Regions from separate parts of the Mus musculus genome. Here all the other regions are linked to region 1. Evidence: chromatin contacts called from public Hi-C data. All regions are on one chromosome and are shown on one strand. Each heading gives the region's core, a stretch centred on a gene start, on an enhancer-like site or on the middle of the called end of the contact. The rest is flanking DNA. Distances are from core to core; before and after follow the strand shown. Region 1 overlaps Retreg1 (reticulophagy regulator 1). Region 2 overlaps Myo10 (myosin X). Region 3 overlaps Marchf11 (membrane associated ring-CH-type finger 11).

Region 1 (4,144 bases), core at 685-3,184:
CTTACCATGGCTTGCTCAGTCTGCCTTCTTATAGAACCCAGGACAGTCAGCCCAGGGATGGCACCACTTACACAATGGGCCCTCCCACATCAATCAACAATTAAGAAAATTAAGGTTTGCCTACAGCCTTATCAACAACATTTCTCAGATGACTTTAGTTTGTGTCAAGGTGACATACATCTAGCCAGGACACTGGGTAATTCATAAAGTAAGAAGTTTGATTTCCTATATTTCAGGAGGCTGGTAAGTTTAAGGTCAAGGCACCCACATCTGACAAGTGTCTGCTGACTGTCTTAGCCTGCAGTGAAAGTCAGAAAAGCAAGAGGATGTATCCGAGAGAAGGGGGTGAGACTCCCCTCTTCACCAGGATGCCACTGCCACAGCAATGAGGTAAACCACTCATAAAGCAGAACCCACATAGTCACCCCTAAGGGTCTCCTTCCCCAAGTCACCAACACAGTTCAAATCACAGTGCCCCTCAATGGGCCATGAGCTAGAAAACCAGAGTTAAACAGCCCCCAAATGTCAATCTTGATAAACTGAGCCCAGTACACATTACTAGGGCTGTTCATGACTCCCTGACCACATGCCAGCATCTTGAAACAATGGGCTCCAAGATGCACCATCCACCCCTGGGAGTACACACCAACCTGCTACTGTGGGCTAGGTTGAATCATGTTGGTTATGACAGAACAGCCATAGGACAGCACAGAGATGGGTATATACCCTGTCATGAGCCCTACCAGCTTCCTACACATTCAAAAGAAGTCGAACCAAAAAGCTAACACTGGTCCATCACCATCAGCTAAACTCCAGAATCTGTTTCTCAGTAGCTTTCTCACTAACTCCCCCCACACCCCGGACCCCATTCAGGGCAGCACACTGCAGTCAAGTATTAAATCCACAGACACTCAGAGATGATGAGAATTGCTGGGGTCTCTCCTGTGTTTTCATGAGGTCCACTAAGTTCTGGTGGGTCCTGTAGGTAGCTTCCTGTTTGGGTTTGTCTCCTGTTTTTCTCAGCATTAGACTGAGAGTCAGCAAGAAAACCTTGAAGCTGGCTGCATCAGCTCACACAGTGTTCAAAGGGCCCACATGACTGACCACTGGTCATGTCGAATGGATCACTTGGCAGAGGCAGTGTTTTCAGATAGGCACACTGTCAAGCCGCCATCTTTTCTCTCCCTACTTAATCCAATCTGCACTCAAAGAATTAATGGTGAGGCCCAAGGGACCAAAGTCTTAAGGCCTATGCAACGGAGTGTGGGCATGTAGGAGGGGCTCTTTTCTCCTCCATTGCTCCAACCTATGAACCCGGGTTCCGGTCTTCTGCTCTCTGCATTATTTAATGCCAGAGTTCCAGGCACAAAGTTGATTTTGTCCCTGACTGAACGTTGATTCTCTAACCCCTCACATGAGCTAAAGGCCATCTCTGTGGTTGTCACACTTGCCCACTTGACACTGCCCTCATGACAAGTGAGACCCTGAGTTCCTTCCAAAGTGACTCCATCTCCTTCTTACCCGGTGTCAACACCAGCCAGGAGACAACCTCAGAAGCCAGCAGCTAGGGGACAGGGACACAAATGGGCAGTAAGTGTCTGCAGTCCACACATATATCCATCCCTATGAATGCACATGATAGAGGATGCTGTACAGGCTCACGCATTTTTGGGGTATGAGCTGTGTCCACGGAATGGGCCCTGTGAACTCTTTCCAGTGTGCTCTCATGAAGCCAAGAGTAACAAGCTGTCATTTTCCCCCCAACTTTGACAAAATCTCCAAAAACTTCAATACACCAAGCCCGGATTTCCTCGCCAGGTGGGTCATCCGTCCCGACCTTCCATGTTTGTCTTCTCTGGAGACGATTAGATGAAGCCGTGGCTTAAAAATAAAACAAAACTTGGCCTCACTGCATGCGCCTACTTTTAGCACCAAACCATGGCAAGCTCCCACACAGCTCCCGGGAGTTTTCACAGCAGATTCCCACCGGTAGCTCTGCCTTCAGCCTTATCCACAGCCAACACAAATATTTTCTCTTCAACTCGAGTTCATGTTTTCTGCTTGGTTTTTTGTTTGTTTGGTTGGTTTTGGTTTTTTTGTTTTGTTTTGTTTTTTGTTTCATGAGACAAAAATCACAAGCCATACTAAAAATGTCAAAGTACAGTGGCCCTGCTCGGACTCCTCCTAAGCTGGCTTCTCTGGCCAGGAAGGCAGTTAAAATATAAGGATCAACTCAGTCCTAAATATAAGTTGAGAGCAAAGGAACGCCGAGTGTCAGAAGCTTTACGAGAGGTCAGAGAACAGCACGAGCCCCGTCATGTGCAAGCAAGGACATCGTGTTTACGCTGCTCCGAAGGGCAATGGCTGTCCCTTCTCCCCATGGCTGAGCACCTGGCCTCGTGTGAGAAAACAGACAGGAAGTTCCTGTCAACAGCGACAAAGCAGCCTTTTCTGAGTTCTGTGTGGTGACAGAGAGTGACCACCAGCCCCATAGCTACAGAGGAAGGCTACTCTCAAGCCAGTCTGCTCAAGACTGAGGCTGGAAAAGACAAAGTCGCTCCTGGACTCCCCCCATGAGCATGACAACTGTCAGGGTAAGACTTGGGCACAGAGAAGTGAATCCTGGGTTCCAAAGAGCATTAGCTAAATTTCTCAGGGAAATGCAACAACAGGATGGACACATACACAGACTGACTTAAGGAAAAAACAAACCAAAACCAAAAACAACAACAACAAAAACACCGTTCCTGTACTCAGGAGAGAGAGGGTTGGCAAGGCTTTCAAACACTGTAGTTATGAAGTAGGAGTTGCTATATTCACAGTTCACTGCTGAGCTTATTATATCTAAAAAGTCCTTTACAAGGGCATCATAATGGGTGTCTGATCAAACAGATACGCACTGTAGCCTAGATGAATTCACACCTTTTTATTTTTATTCTATGTATTTTGCTTACGCTGTTTGTGAACCACTCTCGTGCAATGCCTGCAGAGGCCAGAAGAGGGCGTCAGACCCAATGGAGCAGAACTATAGATGGCTGGGAGCTACCACGTGGGTTCTGGGAATTGAACCCAGGTCCTTGATAAGAAGCAGCAAGTGCTCTTAAATGCAAAGCCATCCCTCCAATCTCCTTAAATGTACACAAATTTAAACACTGCACTGGGGGAATCTCCCAGTGTTTATAGGGGGCAGATTACTGTGCTTGTCAAATGGACCAAGAAGATTATAGGCAAGCATTCACTCTCTTTCCAAGAAAAAAAAAATCTGACTCTTTGGAACAGACAAGAAAATCCCAAGCTCTGTTCACTCATTAGCACTCATTTGTTGGAAGCCCTCTGCACAGATCCCATGAGGCATTGCAATCATACACCAGCTATGGAGGGGTAGATGGGCTCAGATGCCAAGGATCTAAGGCAAGAAGGAGGCTTACAGATGCCATGCCCAAACTGCAGGACAGAGGGACTATCAGCAAGCAGCTCGATGTGGATTGTGTTGTCAGATCCCTGTAGGCAGTGAAGACTTACCAGTTGTGGAGAGGTGTGTGGGACCAACTTGGCTAAAGACAATTGCTTCTCCCAGTGACACAGTAGTGGCTGATCAGACCAGGGATAAAAATGCCAGGTTCCCTGAGATTTGGGGTGCCACTGTCTGGCTGTCCTAGCTCTAGAGAGTCCCGTAGGGGTCAGTTGAAGGTCTTTATCTAGCCTTCTCCCCCTTTCCTACCCCTCCTCCCTGAAGGTGATTCCTTGCGTACTCCTTGTCACAGTTTTGCCTCAGCAACTCAGTGTCAGCCTCTGGGGGTTCCTAGAGAGGACAGTGCATCTGAGTCACTCGCCTGGTGTTCGGGTGGGCGTGCCGGTGCATGGGAGATCTGCAGTTCTATCTGAGCAGGCTCTGGGTGGAACTAAAAAACAACCCACCACATAAGGCCATGTGAGGCACAGCCGGTCACACAGGCGGGATTTATAGGGCTGTGTAGACTTCAAATTCCAGAGTCCACCTTTTACATCTGAAGACAAGACAGAAAAATGCTTTGTTCTAACATTATGAACTAACCAGTACCCGGGAGCTCTTGTCTTTAGCTGCATATGTATCAAAAGATGGCCTAGTCGGCCATCACTGGAAAGAGAGGCCCATTGGACACAC
Region 2 (4,011 bases), core at 102-2,601, 290 kb after region 1:
TGGTCCTTGAGTGTTCAGTCTCAGCCTGGGTGAAGATGTCCTGGCTGAAGCGACCTCTCAACCCCAGACTTCCAGCATGAACTATCTCCAGAGATCTGAACTCCACATTGGGTCAGCCAGTCCTCCAGAAAGCATCCTCTAGGCAGACTCATTTTGATTCAAAAGCTGTCTGCTGACTCTTGGTCTAAAAAAATTAAATATCCTACTTGGATTCAAGGAGTTTTGTTTTGTTTTGTTTTTAAGTTTAATTTTATCTGTTGTGCTCTGAATATAAAATCCCCCCAAAGGCTCATGTGCAAACCCTTGGCCCTCAGCTGCTGTTTAGGAAAGTTCACATTTAGGAGGTGGAGCCTTTCAAGAGGACATTTGTCAATGGGACCAGGTTTTAAGTTTGATAGCACAGCTTCCTCCACTGCCTGGGTGTGGATACAACGTCATCAGCCAAGGTCCTGCGTCTGCACTCCCTCTCTCCTTCCTCCCCGTAACAGGCTCCATCCCTCTGGGGCCTATGTTTAAAATCCCCCCATTCTCCCTCCACTAAGTTACGTTTGTGAGGCTATTTTATCACAGCAACATAAAGGAAACCAATCTAAAACACAAATGATATACAAAATATGTGATTCTACGGTTTATCTAAAAAGGTATCAATCTCATTTATAGCACCTTGTGACGTCAGGAAATATCCGATTAAGGGGCTGGTGAGATGGCTCAGGGGTTTACAGCACCTGCTTCCTTTCCAGAGGACACGAATTCAGTTCCCAGTGCCCATGTCGGTGACTCATAACCTATAATCAAGCTCTAGGGAATCTAATGCCCTCTTCTGGCCTCGACAGCACATGCAAACAGATGTACACACACACACACACACACACACACACACACACGCTCACGCTCACTTGCACTCGCACACTCAAACACATTACACAATCTTTTTTTTTTTTTTTTAAAGTGAGATTGAATTATTACAGTCTTCTCCGGTGAACAGAAACCAGGCCGAGACAAATACAGAAAGAACTCCCACTAAGGCACAAATTAAATGGGGAAACTTAAGAGGCTCCAGCTTAAGTCTGCCTGCCTCCGGCCTGAGGACCTGATGAAAGCAGTTATGGGTGTGAACTCGGCAGTGAATGTGGGTGTGAACTTGGGAATCATCTTCCTCTTATTTTTAGCACACAAGAGTGCTGCTGAGAGAGAGAGTCAGCTGCCTTTCCAAGTGATTCATTACCACTCCGGCCGGCCAGCAATAAACCATGCTTGGGGAGAAGGAAGCAGAAGGAAAAATCACACACTTACTCATCAAACCGGAGAGGAGGGGAAAAGCCAAGGGGCGGAGCTTGCCAACAGGGCTCACTGGCCACACTTGAATGCCTGCCTCTTACATGGTCAGGGTTGGTAACCGAGGTGTTTGGTAAGTAACTACAATAAGCAAACAGCAAAAACAAACAAACGACACGACACAAAACAAAACTCGAGTGAGAAGAATGGAGCTTGCTGGTGCTCCCCTGCTAGCCCTCAGAAAACACTTGCCAGATTGGTGATGTGCTGTGCCCAAATCTGTGTCCTTAAGATCCAGATAAAAATAATGTTATAGCTCACCTGCTCACAATTATAACAAGAACCAGTTTAGAAGTAAAGAGGATTAGGGTATCCACTGATCTAAAAATATATTGTCATAACACATAGAACAATAATATTAAAGTTAATAAGAGTCTGAAGACTATATAATCCATACGCCCCAGAAAAAACACTCTGGGAGATTGGGAAATTACTTTAGCGGGATGCTTTTATTGAGAGAGCAAGAGATCAAAGCAGAAAAGAGTAGGGTTTCAGGATACATTTGGACCAAGCTAGTGCACACCGTCACACAGTCCTGTACAGTTCGGGATGCTTGGCACATCCATGGATCTATCTTACCCAGCAGATACCAGCAATCCCTTCCCACATCTGTGCTAACAACCACAACTGTCTTCAGATATTGCTAAATGCAATCTAAACTGGAAAGTGCAAATCACTCCAGATTGAGAACTGCTATCATTCTCAAAAACACAACTGTAACTTAGTCTTAGAAAAAGTGAGCTGAAAAAAAAATTGCTAACTGAATATTAAATCTCTATAAAGTACTTCTTTATGGTTTGGTTTGGTTTTCTCACAGAAGCCGTAAAGTACAGGCGGTTGAAGTGACTGATTGAAAGCTAGCTGTCACGGCCCCTCCCAAATCTCCCACCTCCCACCCCTGCATGAAGGCAGTTGCCCAAGAGCAGAGCCAAGCAGTCACCTAAGACAGAAGGCGGCTGGATCAGGAGCCGCTGCCACTGTGATTCACTGTGATTGCTGAGTCTGCCTGACTGAAGAAGCGGCTCCCACTGGTGAAGGACCACCCTGGATGGCAGCAAACACCAGTCCATCCCTGGCATCCTCACCAAGGCTGTAGGAGCTGCTACCTAAGCAGCCAGTTCTTGGAGTTGGTCACCCAGGCGATTTCAGCTGCTTTCAAACCCGTGCATGCTAGGGGAGATTCCAGAAGAGCTGTGGGTTCTCAAGAGACTTGAGTGCGCACACAAGCCAGAGCAGGACAGGAGGTGTTCCGTTATGGCTTCCCAACTTATTGCCTCGAACAAAGCTCACCATTTTGGCTGGGCTGTCTAATCAGAGAGATCTTAGGGTTCCACCTATGGGTGTTACAGGCACACACTGCCATGCCTGCCTTTTTTTATGTAAGTGAACTCTGGTCCTCATGGTTGCAGACTCTTCTTACCCACCAAGGCAGCTGTAAAACATAAAATCTGTACTCCTTAAGATGAACAACTACCGGGCATCATAGCCTTCACTGACGCTCATCATTGCGAAGTTTATTTAAATGCAGACCATCTGTTATTTTTAAATCTCACATTTGTGAGAGCAGGATTGTTTCCCAGAATGGCTTTATTAAAACCACCAATTAACTTCCTTAAGTCCACTCTGTCCAACCCTGTTGAAGATCTGGGTAGACTAAAAGCCCGGAGATGGAGAGACAGCTGTATGTCACTTCCGTGGCAAAGCCAACAAGAAGCATCAGATGGGCAGATTGAAGCAACAAGTATGAACTGCACACTGGTTTTAAAAAAAAAATAACCCTACAGTTTCCTGACATGCTCTTTCTCCTGATCTCTTGAGGGAAAAAATAATAATAAACTGGAGATGTAGGTTAGCGCAGAGTGTCTGCCCGCCACACTTCCCAGGTGTGACACGCCCGTAACAGCAGCACTTGGAGGTGGAGGCGAATGATCAGGACTTGTCACCTGAATTGACTCAGCAAACCTGAGGTCAGCTGGAGACAAACAAGGTGCTGAGGAGGGGAATCCTAGCTTCTGTTTCACAGACAAAAGGGTTTTCTGGCTTGTGCAAGTGAGTCTGAAGACACATGGTTTTAGAACCTACCACACAGAAGGTTAATTTACCAGAGCTGCCCCAAGGCCAGAAGGAAATTGCTACAGCTGGGAAAGCTTTATCACTGGGAGAGAAAGGAGACCTTCCCTGGGTCTCCCGGTCTGCAGGGAACTAATGCAAAAACTTTACCGGCTGTGTCTGACCTTCAGGGCCTTGAAGTTGAACTTGGCACCAACGTTTGAGATGCTGCCCGACTTACAAAAACCTTTAGGAAACACAGATCTTATGACAGTCAAAACAGTATCCTGGTGACCCCATCCTACCAAGACAAGAATGTGGGAAACGGCGGGGAGGTGCCCTTCTGAATTTTATCTTCTCAGAAAAATACAAGCAACACAAGGCGCTGCCTATTGAAGATTCTGAGTCTTTACAGCAAGGGCTGAGTTCACCAGATCTGAGGAAAAGCCCTCGGGTACACAGCTTTAGTAAGAGACTTCCCATCCTACACTACAGCTATGGCTGCCTCAGCCAGGAACCAGGAACACATGCACACACACACACACACACACACACACACACACACACTATGCTGGCTTTTATGTCAATTTGACACAAACTAGAGTCCTCAGAGAAGGGGAACCTCAG
Region 3 (4,262 bases), core at 1,190-3,689, 450 kb before region 1:
GTTTCAATCTTACTTTGGTCCCATTATTGCTCTGTATGCCTTCATCCTTCCTTTCTGGAAATTCTGTGTTGTTGCATGTAGGAAATACATAATAACTCATTTTGGATTTCATAGTTAAAAGATTGCCTTGTGTATAAGATAGGACTTGGACTTTGGATTTGTAAACAATATTAGAAGTTTTTAAGACCACAGTGGCCTTTAGTGTTAGACTGAATGTGTTTCTACATTATATGATGTGCCAGAAGCCAGAAGGGTATAATATTCTGACTTAAAAGTGATGTACTTGGATGCTGGCAAGTGGGGGAGTCCTGAGTATTAATATTAATTACTGGCATAATTTAGAATTACCCATGAGGCACACTTCTGGGCAGGATGGTGATTAATTATCTTAATTAGGTTGATTGAAGTCTGAAGATCCAGTCTAAAAGTGGGAAAATCCATTCACTTGGCCTAAGTCCTGGGCTACATAAACTGGAAAACAGCGTTTGACCTTGAACATTCATTCATAATTCTCTACTCCCTCATTGTGCAAGCAACATGACCAATTCCTGCCAACTCTTGCTGCCAGGATTATACCCTTGAATTTTGAACTAAAATAAACCTTTTTTTATCTCTTAAGTGGCTTTTGTCAGAGTATTTTATCAAAAAACAACAACAACAACAACAACAGAAAAAAAATGTAGCCAGGACAGTAAGCTATGCAGTCTCCCCAAGTTATTGCATTTAGGACTAGAAACGAGGTATAAGCTGAAGTGGTCAGATTCCTGTGATCATACTGTTAACTTACTAGATATCATAACTCTAGTGAACTTTAATGACAATTTCATATATCTGCTTCCATGCAATGCTATGACATGTTTCTGGTGATGCTCCAGCCCTGTGTCTTGTGGTCTGTTAAAAGAGGATTCTAGCTGGACTTGTGGCCGAGCACTATCCACTGTTCTGTGTAATCCTAGGTCCACAGTTCCTAAGGGAAGAAGGGCTGAGCCTGTAAATACCATCAAAGAGGGCTTTTCAGATCAGCATGAATCCTCAGGACGTGGCACACGTTGCTACAAAACTTAAGAGAAAGGGATCAAGGGAGATCAAGAGATCACTAGGAAGAGAATAAAGGGATGAGGGGAAGAAGGGAGGGAGAGACCTCTCTTGGTTCATTTTATTTCACTCTTTCAGATATCATTTATTACTTTGGGAACTGAGCATGTCCCTTCTCCCTCTCTTACTAGCACTACTCTCATCCCTTCCAACTGGGCTCTAAAGCCACCTCGGTTACCCAAACCATCCTGTTTTCCCTTCTTGTTTTCCCTCTTCTAAGAACAGCTCTTCTTTCCTGGCCCTCAGAGCCACTGTTTATACATCTGCTTAGTCCCCACTACTTGGATCACAGACAGTCCTGCGGTCTCTACATTTTGCACAGACCACAGGTTTTACAATGCTTGAAGCTGAAACTTACCCTCCTTATACTCACCACACTGCTCACCCCACCCATCAGTGTCTGGAAATTTGGGATACTGAAAGTGGCTTCTGCCATCCATGTGACTGCTAAGTAGCCATTCTTTTCACATCCATCATCATAAAGTTTGGCTCTGTCCAAACCACCAGTTGAGATCTGTCCTCCACACCTAAGTTAATTCTGAACCTCCTTCCCTGCTTCCTGTGCCTGCTCTCATCCTTACTCTATGTGCGTAAGCAGCCACATCCTGAGTATAATGTTCTTCCCGGAGGAGCAACACAGACACAGTGACATCGGCCATAAAGAGAAGGAAAACTAGTAGCAGCGAGAGCCACCCAGCAAACACCAGCTAAGACTGGCATGAGCTTGCTCAGGGGCATCCATCCATAGGTGCTTCTTGAGCCTGGAAATTACAGCGTCTAAGACACAGCCACAAAGGAAGATAATCTTAAGGACTTGACTCTTTAATTTGAACTAGATTAGAAAAACAAATCAACTCACATTGTAAAGTACATCTTCTCTGAACATGAATTCTTTTAGAAGTGCTTTTGTCTGTTCCAAAAAATATAGACAATACATATGGGCATAATTAGGAACACTGTGTGAGGGTCCATGCCATCCCCTCTTCTCAGAAAATAATATTAACTTCTCTGAAACTATAATGATAGCAACCTCACCAAAAGATTGTGCCTGATTAGCTTGGGTTTATTGCTGCCTATAGATAAGACAAGATACAGAGGCAAGTCTAGGAATTTTCTATAAAACCTGTCAGGAGACCAAGCCAAAACAAGATCTCAAGTTTCTGGGTAAATGACTTCCAACCAGTAAGACATAGTTGCATATCCAGGAAACCACCTAAGAGATGTGCTCCCCATCCCGCTATCTGAAAGAGTTAGAACATTTTCTAAGAGCCCAGTTTGCTCCTAGAAAATAACATGTGCTAAGAGGACGCCAGCCTGAACTTGGGCACAGTTTTGTTTGGTGAGCATTAAATCATTGAGCTCAAAGTACTGTGTTGTATTTGCTTTTACAAGGAAGGCCAGATATGAATCATAAGCTAATGGGTCTGTAGTAAGATGATAGGTGGGATTACTCACCAGGGCTACCCAAGAGAACATCTGCTCCTAAGGAGTGTCCTCATCAGAAAGAAATGAATTTAAATGCAATCTATGTTCGGTCATCTTTAAATCGTATTTAGATTGTAGCCCTAGAGTTAGGATTGAAAACATGGAAAGAAAACTTGCCATTGTGGAATCAGAATGACAAGAAGATAAAACATTCCCTTGGTTACAAGCCTGGTCTTAATAGAGTAGCTTGTAGGCTGCCAGATAAAAGTGCTTTCATAGTTTGGACTGCAGCTGCTTTGCGAGAAAATCATCTTCATAAACTTTTCAGAGCTGAGATAAAATCAGACAAAAGAAAGCAGAAACCTAAGCAACCTCTAGAAACCATCAGAAAACAGGACCATGTGTTTAGAAAAGTTAACAGCAACTTAGAGAAATGAAAGAGGGTTTGTAATCACTGATGCTATGCCAATCAACTCAATACTATAGAGGAAATAGATAGGTAGCATACAAAAAAAATCACCTCTCAAAACTGACTCATGAAGAAATGGAATGCATAAATAGCTCTTTAGGTATTTCTGTAGTCCAGGCTACCCTTGAACCTGCTGTGCCTCTCAGGCTGGCTTCCCCCTCCAGATCATCCTGCCTTTGTCTCTTGGGCACTAGTGTCCACACATCCAGCTATGAACCAAAAGTGTTTAAACGTGACTTACATGAATACATTACAAAGAAATAATTACAAAGAAATTAAAGACTCAAGTAAATTAAAACTTATAAATTAGGAAGTAGTGTTGTTTAGTAAGTCATTCTCTCCGAATTTAAATTCTAGATAAAAATAGCATCAAAATATCACTAGCAAAACTGTTTTCTTGCTATTGTTCATAAATTTACAGATCACTCATTTAAAATGATCTTCTGTTACGTGGTGCTAATCATTCCAATTTGTATTCTCTTGAATGGCCAAAGAAAAGCCAACCTCTATATCCCTTATTGGGGTGAAATTTCTACAAGAATTGGGGAGTTAGAAAATCTCTGAGCCCACTTTCTTATATGAGAACAGTCTTCATTGTCGTCTCCTGGCTATAGGAAAAGCCCATATTTGACTGACACTATCCTGACCATAAACTGTCACTTTAGTTGAGTAAATTACCTAGACCTAAGTCCTATGAGCAAAAGAAACCAACCAACCAAAACCTAAATGAGGGAATGGGTAACTTCAAGTGTTCTGGTGCTTGTGAGGGCTCCATATTATCGAATAAAATTCAGAAAGCCAATGAAACAGTTTCTTCTAAATACCAGGACAGGTTAGGAATCTGGTTCAAGGCCATATGAAGTTGCAGATGGAACACACAATATAGGTCAGGGCAAAAGAGATGTCAACCTGGAAAGTTCTAAATTAAACTCTAGATGAAAGGAATCAATATGAGGTAAAGGTTTGGTTATGAAACAAGTCAAGGCAAACAGAGGACTGGGACTTAGAGCAGAGGTGAATGCTAACCAGGGAAGCATCTGTTACTGGCCAGAGCCCAGGATACCAGGTGCAGGAGTCAAATGAGCCTTTCAAAGTAGTGTCTACCCAGAGTTTTCCCCCGGGACAGGAACTGTACTTTCCTTTACAGGCTGATTATTTGAGAACAGGCAAAGGGTCCTAAGGTCATAGACTCGAGAGCTTGCTTGAGAAAAAGCTTATGTGTTCCTCTATCATTTTCCTCCTAATTCCGCAAGAGCTAGCCACATCTCACTTC

Evidence for each region. Hi-C and Micro-C count contacts between places; a contact is called where the count stands out from the background.
Region 2: a contact with region 1 is called in a Hi-C map of liver, with 1.6 times the contacts expected there. The contact joins two enhancer-like sites. A contact is called at or near these places in 2 of 39 promoter capture datasets (liver and pre-B cells), 2 of 484 Hi-C or Micro-C datasets (both in liver), 3 of 115 datasets of contacts at active chromatin or transcription factors (embryonic stem cells, extraembryonic endoderm stem cells and pancreatic cancer cells) and 2 of 9 other capture datasets (adipose tissue and pancreatic islet).
Region 3: a contact with region 1 is called in a Hi-C map of liver, with 5 times the contacts expected there. The contact joins two enhancer-like sites. A contact is called at or near these places in 2 of 484 Hi-C or Micro-C datasets (both in liver), 1 of 115 datasets of contacts at active chromatin or transcription factors (hepatocytes) and 1 of 9 other capture datasets (embryonic stem cells).

Annotation. Positions count from the first base shown.
Region 1 is chr15:25,927,896-25,932,039 of GRCm38.p6, reverse strand. The region is part of intron 3 of Retreg1 (reticulophagy regulator 1); the gene reads right to left. Among named protein-coding and RNA genes, the nearest start is that of Mir7212, 18 kb to the left of the region's middle. Within about 2 kb of position 1,934, at least 19 of the 459 cell types and tissues checked have an H3K27ac peak or open chromatin away from gene starts, as enhancers often do. A contact at or near this core is called in hepatocytes and liver, where this site is marked.
Region 2 is chr15:25,635,176-25,639,186 of GRCm38.p6, reverse strand. The region is part of intron 1 of Myo10 (myosin X); the gene reads right to left. Among named protein-coding and RNA genes, the nearest start is that of Myo10, 15 kb to the right of the region's middle. Within about 2 kb of position 1,351, at least 105 of the 459 cell types and tissues checked have an H3K27ac peak or open chromatin away from gene starts, as enhancers often do. A contact at or near this core is called in liver, where this site is marked.
Region 3 is chr15:26,377,303-26,381,564 of GRCm38.p6, reverse strand. All of the region lies in intron 2 of Marchf11 (membrane associated ring-CH-type finger 11), which reads right to left. Among named protein-coding and RNA genes, the nearest start is that of Gm36790, 67 kb to the left of the region's middle. Within about 2 kb of position 2,439, at least 18 of the 459 cell types and tissues checked have an H3K27ac peak or open chromatin away from gene starts, as enhancers often do. A contact at or near this core is called in hepatocytes and liver, where this site is marked.